2 separate regions of the Ovis aries genome follow, and region 1 is linked to region 2. Evidence: chromatin contacts called from public Hi-C data. All regions are on one chromosome and are shown on one strand. Each heading gives the region's core, a stretch centred on a gene start, on an enhancer-like site or on the middle of the called end of the contact. The rest is flanking DNA. Distances are from core to core; before and after follow the strand shown. Region 1 has its middle 110 kb from the start of LCLAT1. Region 2 holds the start of LBH (LBH regulator of WNT signaling pathway).

Region 1 (6,418 bases), core at 1,784-4,283, 110 kb before region 2:
GTTTATCTAAGCTTAAATAGCTGTAAAGAGTTTGATTTCTGGCATGTTATAAATATTGACATTTAAAACTAGATGTTACCTCACACTTTTAAATTTATCCCATGAAATATACCATCTATGATTTAATACCCACTGTTATCCACTTAAAAATGTATGAAAAAGCTCATTTAACAGTCAGAAATTTTGCATCTTTTTATCTCTTTGAACGTGTGTTAACTATTCCCACTTCTTCCACAGATTTCTATCTCGACATATTATTTTTGATGCTTCAGAGTATGTTATTGATCACATTTAAATAAATGGAGAAAGCTATTTTTAACATTTAATACGTTTTCTCTTTGCTCTCATAGGACTCTTCCTCGAGTGCGCATTCTTTGATGAAGTAGTAGGAAAGAAAAGCAAAGTCATTAAGTGAAAATTGTTATTGCTCCCACCATCATTGCAAGAGTATTGCAGACTCTGTGGCTATGGAAACTTCCAGAGAATTGTTTCCTAATTTGTGTCCCCTCCCTCTTTTGCAAAGTGGGGAGAGTCGAAGCATGTGACTTCTGTCTTGTTCTTAGGTAATTCCATTTTAGGAAAGACAGTCCACGGAAGTTGAAGATCTGGAAAGGACTTTCCTGATTACTATTTTTGCCTGATTACCCTCTGGAATGTCCTTTGTTATCCCAGTTAGAGGACAGCTGATTTCGAACTTGAACTCCAGCTTTGCCATTTGCTAGGGTGTTAGGTAACCCCAGCAAATTATCAAACTTGTGGTTTTCTACAGAGGATTGTTATTAGAATAAAGTGAGGTTATAAGATTTCTGCTGCAAAGTAGGCTCTCAGTTAAATAACATGGCTTCTCAGGGACACATTTTTCACTATGGAATGTGGATGAAATTAGGATATGTCTCATTATTATCAGGGTGTATATTTGATGGGGTAGGGGTTTCTGCCCCAAATCTGTTACTTATGGTATGTCTTACAATCGGTGATCACATGGAATCAGAGATATGGGGGAGCCTCCATCCTTCTGGCTTGTCTTGTCCTCAGTCTGGCTTCTTTTTGGTGGCCAGGGTCAAATGTTGCTTGCGTTTGCTTAATCATACTCTGAATGGGCCTCACTGGCTTGGGGACCAGTTCTGCAGTGATGGCATGTGACGACTCCTGGATGCTTTTCCTGGGTGGTGGCGATGGCTTGGAGCTCCTCAGCCTGTAATTTCTGTTGCTCTCTTTTCGTCCACCGGAACTGTGAGTGCCTCTACATTTCATCTGATGTTTGGTTTTTCCTCCATAGCTTTGTGAAAGTTTTCCCCGCAATTTTCTTTGATCAGTTTGGCAGTTCATTGTCCAAAGGAGCTATTGACTTCCTCAGTTTGGGAGATGATACTATGCTGTTGTTATTCTTCAGTCACTAGTCGTGTCCGACTCTCTGCGACTCCATGGACTGCAGCACGCTAGGCTCCCCTGTCCTTCACTATATCCTGAAGTTTGCTCAGACTCACGTCCACTGAGTTGATGATGCCACCCAACCATCTTATCTTCTGTTGCCCCCTTCTCCTACTGCCCTCAATGTTTCCCAGCATCACGGTCTTTTACAATGAGTTGGCTCTTTGTATCAGGTGGCCAAAGTATTGGAGCTTCAGCATCCGTCCTTCCAGTGAATATTCAAGGTTGATTTCCTTTAAGATTGACTGTTTCAATTTCCTTGCTGTCAAGGGACTCTCAAGAGTCTTCTCCAGCACCACAGTTTGAAAGCATCAATCCTTCAGTGTTCAGCTTTCTTTATGGTCCAACTCTCACATCTGTACATGACTACTGGAAAGACCATAGCTTTGACTGTAGCTTATAGACTATTTCTGTGTATTCCCTATCGTTTGGAAAAAACAGTCAACTAGAGTGAGGTCTTAACATTGACCCCTGTGAGACATGACTCGAAGTCACAGCCCATGTCCCTGCCTTTGTTCCTGATCCCACCCAAAGGGCCAGGCCTCCAGTGTCTTTCCCTCAACTACTGTACAAGGTTAAGGGTCTTCCTGTGTCCCTTCTTTCCTCTTTCCAATTCTTTTTCCACACAGCAGCCAGAGTAATCTCTTTAAAAGTATAAAAACCAAATCATGTTTCTTTGCTGCTTTGAAAACTTACCTTGGCATTCCAGTGCCTTTAGAAACAAAGTCAAACTCTTTATCTTGATGGACAAAGTTCTCCACACTCTTCCTCCTCTCTCTCTCTTCTTTCTCTTGAGACCCTGTCCTCCTCGTTCCCTAACAATGAGCTGAGGCTGGCTAACACCAGCCTCCTTCTTTCCTGACACAGACCCAGTGCTTTCTTGTTTTAGGGCACCAGCTGACACCATAAAGACTGCTTCTATTTTGTCAAGTTTTATTAGAACAATAGCAATACAGACCATTGGGGACTATGACACCTCCTGTGTTTACTATCTGGCTTTGACAGAGAAAAGTCTGCTGACCCCTGTGTTGGGCTTTTGACTTTGCCTCAGGCTTTCCCCCAACATTTGGTCCAGCTGGCTCCTTGACTTTGAATTCAAATAGAGCTTCCTTGACAACTTTGCTTCAGTAGAAGCTTGCCCCTCAGTTCCCACAGTCACTCCCATCCCGCTATCCACCATTCACTCTGCTTCTGACTTCTAGCACTTTCCTCAACTTGGTATCACATATTTAGCTAGTTAGTTAGTTACCTGTTTATTGTCTGTTTCCTCCCCTTATCACACGAAGCTCCACGAGGGCAGGGACCATGGCTGTTTTGCTTGTATTGTGCCCCTGACAGCTCCAAGTGCCTGCTTTTACTAATAAACTCCTGGAACTGACTTGACCTTTCAAAGTGGTTCCCTTCTGCCTCACCACTGCCCTTGTCTGTGCCTCAGTCCAGCGACTCTTCTACTGCTGAGAACAGGGTGGGGGCATTGATGCTCTCAGGGACAGGTGTGTTGACTTCATGAAAACATCCCCTGGGCTCCTGGTGTGGGAGCACCCACTGCAGATGGCTGCTGGAGCAAGCCCTCCGCGGAGGCACCTGTGGTTGCCTCCTTCACAGCCACCAGGGGGCCGTGCCACCTTCCAGGTGACTCCTTCCTAACTTCCCCAGAATGCAGCTTGACTGGTCTCTGCTGAGCTGGGAATTCAGGCGAGTAGCAACCGCTCAAGGGGATGGAGGAAGCAGGCCTGGCATCCCTCCGTGGGAGCCCATGGACACATTAAACACATCGGCCTGAGATGCAGAAGCAAGCACAGCGGCCTCAGATATGCACGGGCAGCCATGGGGTGGAGCGAGCAGAGCAGGAAGTGGCTTAGAGAACCACTCCCTCTGCTTCACAGATGAGAACACGGAGACCTAGAGAAAGGGGGTGGCTGGTTAAAATTAGAGCCAACTAGGACTCAGGTCTGCCCATTCTCCAGTTCTGCTCCTCTAGGCTGTTTTTCTGGACAGTATCTAGAATAGCAGAACACAGGTGGGATTTTTCTGGAAAACTTTGATGGAGAAGGCTTGAAAGAACACTGGATTTAACCTCAACAGACCTGGGCACCCAATAGCTGTGAGGCCAAGGCTATGGCGCCATGCCTCTCTGAGCCTCACTTTCATGTCCATAAATTGTAAAAAGAGTCCCTGAATTGCTGGAAAGTTTTGAGGATTAAATGAAGTAATACTTAAGATGTGCCCAGCAAGTACCAGACACCTAGTCAACATGTGGACATTCCATTGATATTAGTTGAATTTTGAGCAACCAAGATGGCAGAGGAAGATGTTCAAATATCCATGGGTTATAATGGCCAGCTGTGATAATAACAATAATCACAACTGAATCCCCAGCAGGAAGAATCCATTACACATGTTCCTTTCCCATCCCATTCCCTCCATCCCCACCTCCAAGAAGGTCAATACAGCTACTGATTCTGGGCCACCTTTGGTAAATAACAGAAATGAATGTTTAACTCTGGATCCAGGAAATTTCCACAATTGGGTTTTGCAAGGGTGATGGTCTCTACTCCACACGTCTTCTGAGAAATCAGGGTGTGTTTTCCTAACATTTTACCATCTGGGATCCAGGCCTCAGCCATTCCCAACCCAGCTCTTGTCTTGGAATATGTCCCTAGGAAAGGCATCCCACCCTCTCTAGGCCATTCTATCATTGTCTAGTGCAATATGCTATTATTATTGTGATGATTTGCTTCCTGAGAAGGCCAGAAAGAAATGTGTCTACCCAAAATGTAGACATCTATCACCTTAGAGGATGCATGGCTGCCTAGCCTGGGGGCTAAGCAATTGCTGCCAAGGTCACAGGTTTGGTCTCATTTATGCAGATAACGTTTCCTCCCTCTTCCCTGGCCAGGTAACCATCTGGGAACAAGGCAGAAGGGGTTTGTGTAAATCCATTACCCATTTCTGGGAGAAGAGCTTCAACATATGGGCTGAGGATGGCTGGCTATTATTGTCCTCTGTGAGCTAAAAGGACACGATAAAAAATGTGTTCATGCAGAGACCCTTGAGACCTCAGAGTGTCCTGCTCATCTCAGATCCAGGTTGTCCAGCTGTGCTCTGAGGGATTCCCGGTGCAGAGAAGAATGCAGTGGGGAGTAGGGTTGAGCCATGCATCACCCTCCTTCCAGAGAAGTTCTACTTTTAGCTATTTGTACACTGGGCATCTCTGTAAGATTGCATTTGAACAGAAACTTTTGCAGTTAAAAATCATGTTGAAAACTGGTGCATTAAGTGAAAGTGTTAGTTACTCAGTCATGTCTGATTCTTTGCGATCCCATGGACTATAGCCCACCAGGCTCCTCTGTCCATGGGATTCTCTGGGCAAGAATACTGGAATAGGTTGCCATGTCCTCCTCTAGGGGATCTTCATGACCCAGGAATTGAACCCACATCTCCCGCATTGCAGGCAGATACTTTACCATCTGAGCCACCCGGGAAGACCGTGGTGCATTAAATAATGCACCACCAGCCTTTGTTCTAGGTGATCTCTGTGTCATCTTGTGACATATGCTTTTCCTCATAACCATTTCAGTAGGTGTTGTTAATCCCATTTCACTGGCGAGGATACCAAGGCTCAAAGAAATGAAGGAATTGGCCCTAAGCACCAAAGAAGGAAGGAGCCTAGGACTGGAGCCCAGGGCTGCCTGGCTGCAAGCATTCTCTCTGGACCCTACAGAGTGATATCAGAGCATGAGGGAAATAACATGAGACTTTGTGCTAGAGATCTGAGTTCAAGTTGGGCTTTGGCATCTTCCTACCCAAGCGGTCCCTGACTAGACATTTTACGTGTTCTGAGCCTCATTTTCCTCCTCCACAAAATGGAATGATGATAACGCCAGTGAGAGGAGGCATGCACCACCTCAAACCCTCGTGGCATTCTTTGTGTGACGTCTTGGGAAATAACCCAGACCGCCTCCCTGAGGACCCCTTACTCTCCAGTGAGCTGGGGTGGGCACTGCAGCCAGCAGACTCCCTGAAACAGTCTGGGGGTTGCAAAACTGCAAGGGCAGAGTCTCCCTGGCGGTGAGGGGGTGGGGGTGGGGGGTGCAGAGCCCTTAGTCACTAGCAGGCTGGGGCTGCGGGCCAGGCTCAGGCTCAAAGTGACAGCTACTCTCTGGGGTGAGACAGACAGCCCTTCACCCTGCAGACCTCTTTAATTAGCTGGGAGCCTTGGAGCAATACCTTTCTCGGGTGCTTATCAGTGCTTCCTGATAAAGTAATTAATGGATTTCTCTTCTCCACTGAGCATTTTCCTGCCCCCAGAGGGCTGTGCTGGGAAGGAAGGTGCTAATTAGTTCCTGTGTGATTATCTGGTTGAAGCAACTGCTTCAAGTCTCTGCAAATCATTCTCAGCCCTCACCCTCTCTGGAGTGAGACTCCAGCTCCCTCTTGATCCCTTTTGCTGGCTGCCAGAGCTGCCCACAAAATTCAGCCTCTTCTGCAGACAGTCCCTCTCTCTCTCTTGCTGCCGGCATCTGCAGGTGGCACCCGGGGGCCCAGGGCCCTGCCTCCAGCTTGTGAGCCATCACCAGGAAGCTCTCAGAGAGGTTCCTGGAAACACTTCAAAGCCAGTCCGGATTATCTAAGTCTGCCTCAAAGAAAAGAACAAGCAAGGGCGGCAGGGTGGTGTGGAAAGAGCTCTCAGCTGGGGCCAGAGAACTGGATCTGCGTTGAGTTGCATGACCTTGGATAAACTCTGCTTCTTCTCCTTATCTCAGTTTCCTTAGCTATTCCAGGAAAAAAAAAAAAAAAGGAATAAGTCTGTAATCAGGGATGGCAAATTCCCAATGCCAACTGTGAGGAACCGGCCACAGTTCTGCTCTGACTTGAGAAAATAATGAAGCCACCGCTAACCTCAGTGGGTAGACGGAGTTGAAGAGACAGACCAGTGATGCCAGTCAGGGTTGATGTGGGTGCCGTGTTTCCGGACAGCGCACTG
Region 2 (6,429 bases), core at 3,421-5,920:
CCAACCCTAAGGCACAGACGTATGACGCACCAGAAGAGTAAGGCTTTGGAATTCGAGACCCAAGTCATCCACTCAGTCTGAGCCTGTTTCCTCATCTGTGAAACAGAACAATAATTCCCACCTCAGAGTTATAGTCAAGACTGAGCAAGCACTGTTTGTAAAGTGCGTGGCCCATAGCAGCGTTCAGCTAGTATCTGCTGAATGAGCCCACTGCACCCCATTCATTTTCCCCATTCAGGCATGCCACAGTTTCCAAGATCTTCCCTTAAAAACAGACTCTTTCCTTCCCCATATGTAATGACCTAGGCACTCTCCTCAGAAATCTGAAAACAGTTCACTGCCCTGAAGGTATCTGAAGGTCTCTGCAGTGGGCCAGGCGCAGTGGAAAGCATATGGTAGGCCAGAAAGAGCACGGGCCTGAGAATCTGAAGGCATTACTCAGACCACCCTTTCGGTCCTTATATATTCTGGATCCACCACACAGGATAATCTCTGTGCTGGATGCTGGCAATCACATCCTTGAGAGAGCTACCCTTTGGGGAAAGGTCTCTTCAACTCTAAGTAGTTTGAACACTAACCGTGTTGGAATCAGTTGATCAACCATCAGCCAGAGGAAGAGAGCAGCATTTGACACAGCAATTCCTCCACCAGACCATCCTTCTTCATAAGATGCCCCTCACAGCAATGTTACTACTGCCCAAGGCTTCCCTGGGGAGGGAAGTTCTGGTCTGAACTGACTGCACAAATCACCTCCCCCTTTGCCACCATAAAGGGAAGAGTTCGCAGCAGCCAGGATGACTAATTAAGAACTGGCTCACGCTTTCTGAACACTTACTGTGTCCCAGGTACTGTGACTGCCTTACCCATGTTATTTCATCATGTTGAATCTTCACAATTCTATGAGGTAAGAACGACTGTTGTCCCATTTTACAGATGAAGAAATTGAGGCTTATTGGCATTCGGGAACTTTCTCAAGGGCACATAGATCTTACAAACAGCAGTGGGATACAGAACCAAGTCTACCACCAGCCCCAGCAAAAGCCACTAGGCTCTAAGAAGCCAGAAGGGAAGCTGTACTGAACTCACCTGGTAGGAAAGGCCATCTTTTCGGGGGTTGAGGCCAATTTCTTCCATGGATGGGGTGTTCATCATCACTTCAGTCATCTCGGCTGATCTCAGATAGTCAGGGCTGCCAAGAAACCCAGAACAAAAGTCAACAAACATACACACTTTCACATTCCTCCTCTCGTGCCTTCTGCTGTTAAATCAGGAAACTGTCTGGAAGGAGGATGAGAGGTGTTCAAAACAGATCTCACAGAAAAACAAGCTCATACCCTGAGGAAGCGCCTTACAAGCCCAGAGCATCAGGGCTTTCAAAAAAGCCCATTGTCTGAAAACCACTCTGGCAAACCTCCTCTTTCCTCCTCTCCTGTACTAGTCCCCACTGGCACAAAATGACTCTGAATTTTCTTTTAAGTGACAGAACTAGAAAAAACCCCAAAACAGTAAGTAGCGGAGGCCGTCTGTCTACATTAAAACCAATTCAACCCATCTCTATTGAAAACGAATATTGCTATTACATAATGATAATAGGCCAACCTCAGGGAAACCAAGTCCAGTACTGCTGCCTTCCTAAATTTCTATGTCTCTCTAGTGTTCCTTTTTGCAAAATGTCCCACATAAAGCCCCAAGGGGTCAGCTTTCCCCAAGCTTCACATCTGCCATCCAAGCCCTTTCTCTAGCCCTTGCCACAGCAGCTGAAAGCTCACAGCTTGAAAAACATCCCCTGGATTAAAAGCCTTAAGGATGCCCGGACTCTGATTGCAAAGGAAATTTCCAGAGGGGCCAAGTTGGCCCACCAATGGCTGACATGTGAAAGTGCTTTGTACTCTGTAAGCAGGATACAAGCGTTCCATTATCCTCACACAAGCCATGGGCACGTACAGGGTCCCGAATGTGTAATGCCAACGTACTCGCTACACAACACTCAACATTTTCACCATCATGCCTTTATACATGGTTAAAAATAAAAAGTAGGGTAGGCTTTAGAAAGACCACAGCTAAGGAAACAGGGGTACCAAACTCGTTTTCACTTTACAGTTTCTACATAGCGTAGAAATGGCACTGGATTTGGAAACAAAAGCAATAGATTCTGGTCCAAGGTAAGCCACTCAAGTGCGGTGTGATTCTGAACAAGTCATACACCCTCTCTGAGCCACAGGTGCCCTGTTAGTTACCATGACACTAATGCAGAGCTCACAGTTTCACAGTTATGCTCACAGGGCTCCACAGGGTGGGGGTGGGGCACTACAACCATGAAATGCTAATCAACTGTAAAGTGAGGCCCAACCTTCATCTCTCAGGGGACAATAACCCTGATGGGCCTTGACACACAACTCGGTGAGTTTTGAGTGGTCAGGGGAACACAGCCTCCAACGGCCTTTCGAGTCTCACCCATATGGTACCTGGATGTAGGACGGAAGGGGTCCTCCGCAGGAGGGCACAGCAAGCCTCAGGGGTGAGGGGATTTTCACTCTCTTTTGAGAATGCAGTCTCTTTTCTAAACAAGCAGGCTGGGTTGAGGGAGGGGAGACTAAGAGAGGATGCTAGGCTTCCGGGCAAGTCTGAGGTCAGGGACTAGGACTCCAAAGTCAGTTTCCTCCTAGGTTCGGGTAAGGCTAGTGCCCACCCGACTCTCGCCGGGCTCTCAGCCTGATGTCCCAGCGTTCACTCCTCTCTCGGCGCCGGGCCGAAAAGTTGAAGCAAGAAGCGTGAACTTTCCGGTTTCTGAGCTGAGCAGGACTGCGCGGAGCTGGAGCCTGCGGGGCCGGGCTCTCTGCGCCCGCACCTGAGAGAGCGCTCGGGGCCGCCAGCGCTCGCCCCCTGACCGCTCTTCCTCTTCTCAGCGCAGGAAGGAAGCAGCAGCCGGCACGCAAGTCCCAGCGGCCAGGGGCTAGCTCTTCAACCCGCCGGGCGCCTAGGACGCATCCCTCCCAGCCCCGATCTCAGGTTTGGTGCAAACCTGCGCCTTCCGCTGCCCGGCCCGGGCTCATCCAGGCGAGCCCGGGGGAGCGGGGAGGGCGGCTCCTCCCCAGCCTCGGCCCCCAGAAAGGCGCGTCGGGTTAAGGAGCTGTGGAGAGGAAAGGGATCGAGAGATGTAGCAAGTGATTGTGCGGCTGCTTGTGGCTTCAGTCGAGTTCTGCGTGGAGAGGGCGTTTTCCCCACCCCTCGGAGCTCTGCAAACACGGCCGCTGCACCAGCTCAGCCTGGCGGCCGCGGGCCTCGACGCCAAGACTTGCATGCAAACAAAAAGGAGAAGGGGAGGGGCCGGGAAGAGCTGGAGCCCCCTGCGCCAGGCCGGGCGCAGCCCTCCGCAGAGAGGGGGTTTTATTAGTCGGGTTCAGCCCTGGCCTCTGGTTCTTCTTCCACCCCACCGCGACCGTACACACACCCTCCCAGCCGTCACTTAAGTGAAGGCTGCGAGTTCACTTCCTTTGTCTGGATGCTCTCAGCAGCAGCACCACCACCCCCACCTAGGCAACCTTGACGTTGACTCCTGCACGGGCTTGGGCGGCTGGTTAGTGCCCGGTGCCCGCATGCCGCCCGCTGCCCTCCCAACCCAGCCGGTACGAGCAGACGCCCCGGGGCCCAGCAGCCACGGCCGCGAGACGGATGCCCGCAGAGAGTGCAGAAGATACTCACCAGTGAATGGGGAAATAAACAGACATGAAGTCCTAGGGTAGCCTGACCCACGCCCTTGTGATTTAAACACAGTCACTGCGTCCTGGGTAAGGATGTCAGGGGCGCAGAGAGGGGCGCCAGGCTGCCGGGCGCCGGCACTGGGCGTTCGCTGGTCCGCCTCCGGGAGACAGCCCCACTACCAGCGATGTCGGCAGCGCAGACGAGCTCGCGGCCCCACAAAGAGCCCGGGAAGCGGTATTTATAGGGGCGGGGGCGGGGCTCGGCTCCAGGAGGCCACGCCCTCCCTCTCCCACTCCTGGAATAACGTCACCAAAATCATGAATGGCTTCAGCGCTCGCAGCTCCGGCTGGCGGCGGCTGGGGGGCGCGCTCGGCTCCGCTCCGCAAGGGCCGTGGTTTGCTGCAGCTTTCTAGCCCGGCCCCCACCCCACCACTCACACACGCAAACACGCGCGTGGACATGGGCACGCGCACACCCGCACGCACGCACTAGGACCTGAGTTCAATGTCAACGCCGCTACCCGCTTAACAATCCCGCAGGCGTCCGCGCCCCTCTCGCTGCACACACCCCAGGGTCTTCTGGGCTGAGGACTGTGGCGTGAGGAGGGCGCCGGGGCCCGCTCTGGACACTACCGCTCCGCGGCCGCCCTGCCCTGGGGGAGGGCGCCATCCCTCAACCAGCGCCCTCTTTTGCACCCACGCGCCGTCCCCAGCCCACACCTGGGGTTCACCCCCGCTCCCCCAGATTAGGCCTTTCCCTGGCATCCTCTCCCGCAGCACCTGGATCGCTGCGCCCGAGGCGAGGCGCGTCTCTTTTGTCCCCCGGGAAGCTGCGTGGAAATGAGAGCACAACTCCAAAAGAGGCGGTGGGAAGGTGGGAGGGTGCGCGGAGCTGGGGCGACCGCGGCGGGTCACGTTAGCTTGCAAGGGGCTGGTCTGCAGCGCTGGGAGCCGTGGAGGGTTTGATCTGGGTGAGAAAAGATGTGGTGTCGTCGTAGGGTTTTTTTCCATTGGACACATACACACTCGGCCGGCGGGCGGGGGACCGGGGGTGCTGCGGAACGCGCCGCACAAGAACACACCACCCACCAGCCTGGGCTCGCAGATCTGCTCCAAGGAGAAGAAACAAAAGAGCTTCAGCCGAACCCTCCCACCCTGCCCAGGAATTGCGGTGCCGCCGCCGGGAGGCTCTAGGGCTCTCAGGCTGCAGAGCAGCCCCCATAGCAGGGGTGGAGTCTGCCCCTCTGTGGCTGGAGTGCGTTGCTTCACACCTCTGCCTCAAAGACTCCTGTGAAATAGCTTCATAACCCTGACAAGTGTACAGAGGATGTCTGTGGGGCGGTAGGGGGAGGTGGGGAAGGAAGGTATCCCAAACTAGGTAAAATGAAGTGTATGTTGAACTCAGCTCTTTGCAAGATAGTGAATGTATTGGGTCCATATGTTTGTACTTAAAAGTAGAAACATCAGGTTTATCTCGGGTAAAGGAGGATAGGATTAACGGTGAGGTTTTGACAGTGGCAGTGTCATGAGGGGGCCCTCATAATTTGATCAACTCTCTCAAACCAACCCAAATAAAAATAATCTATAAGAATGTACAAGAATAACTACATGAAAACCAATTTTGCTCTTTTTAGTCATTCATATATATAATCTGAATAAAAACAAAGGACTTCCTGTGAAAATGTGCCTCCAGGCCAGATCCCTAGTTGCTCTTCCCAACCAGAGAAATTCAGGAGCTTCTCACCAACTTGTCCTCCACGCCTACCCCACAAGATCTATCAGAAATTGATTTCAGCTGCCAAGTACCACCTTCATTCTGCTCCTTTGACGGTAGTATCCTGCTGAGGGTGATGATGCTTCTCTGGGCAGGTGTCATGGGGGTGGGTGGGGGTCAGATTCCAAGTGTGCGCTTTCTGCCGACAGGGGGCGCTGTTTGCGCCTTGTCTGCAAGGTAGGGAAGCTTCTCAAAGGATGCCTGTGAGGGTGACATGTCATCTACTCTGCCCAAGTAGAAGCCGGTGATTGGAGACCTGGTTTCCAGCCTGGACTTTCTGGGCACCTAAACAAGAGTTCCTGAGCCAGGGCCTGGGTGCTCTCTGCCATCTCTCCTCAGTAACAATCCGTGGCAAAGCCTGGCATGAAGGGCTGTCTTACCACTTACACAACCAACAGCCCTGTGTTGAATCTTTGTCATTATTGCTTTATGAAACTCTCAAAACTCAGAAAGCTACCCCCCCCCCACCCACACACACACTTATACACTCCTTAGTGTCAAAATGGCTTCATTTGGAGAAAAGGATGGGAAGTAAGGCCCCCACCAGCAGATATCTGGCCTATCTGGTCTCTGGAAAATTTTCCTGCATTGGAGAACATTGAGGTAATTATCTTATGCTCCTCTTGGGGAAACTTTGTATTAATACCAGTTTTAGCTAAATTTCATCCATTTCTTAGGATGGAGTTGAAAGTAGTCTTTGGGTTGGGACCTCAAATCTATACTTTCCGTTTCTCCTCTGGATCCTTGTGACATATTCCTTCATTTGAAAATATGGGAAGCAGGGGGCTAAACTCTGATACAAGTATGACAGCCATGCGTGCATGCATGTGCATGCTAAGTCGCTTCAGTCAGTATCTGACTCTTTGCAACTTTATAGACTGTAGCCCGTCAGGCTTCTCTGTCCATAGGATTCTCCAGGCAAGAATACTGCAGTGGGTTGCCATGTCCTCCTGC

The links. A called contact is a pair of places that touch in the nucleus more often than the background predicts.
Region 1: a Hi-C map of blood shows a contact between it and region 2, with 3 times the contacts expected there. The contact joins the enhancer-like site here to the promoter of LBH in region 2. A contact is called at or near these places in 2 of 16 Hi-C or Micro-C datasets (both in blood).

Annotation. Positions count from the first base shown.
Region 1 is chr3:37,187,461-37,193,878 of ARS-UI_Ramb_v3.0, reverse strand. No RefSeq gene overlaps it. Among named protein-coding and RNA genes, the nearest start is that of LCLAT1, 110 kb to the left of the region's middle. Within about 2 kb of position 3,033, at least 7 of the 54 cell types and tissues checked have an H3K27ac peak or open chromatin away from gene starts, as enhancers often do.
Region 2 is chr3:37,079,622-37,086,050 of ARS-UI_Ramb_v3.0, reverse strand. LBH (LBH regulator of WNT signaling pathway) reads right to left here and starts at 4,670. Exons shown (of 3, transcript XM_060413843.1): 1 at 4,482-4,670; 2 at 1,087-1,189. The coding sequence starts at 1,164.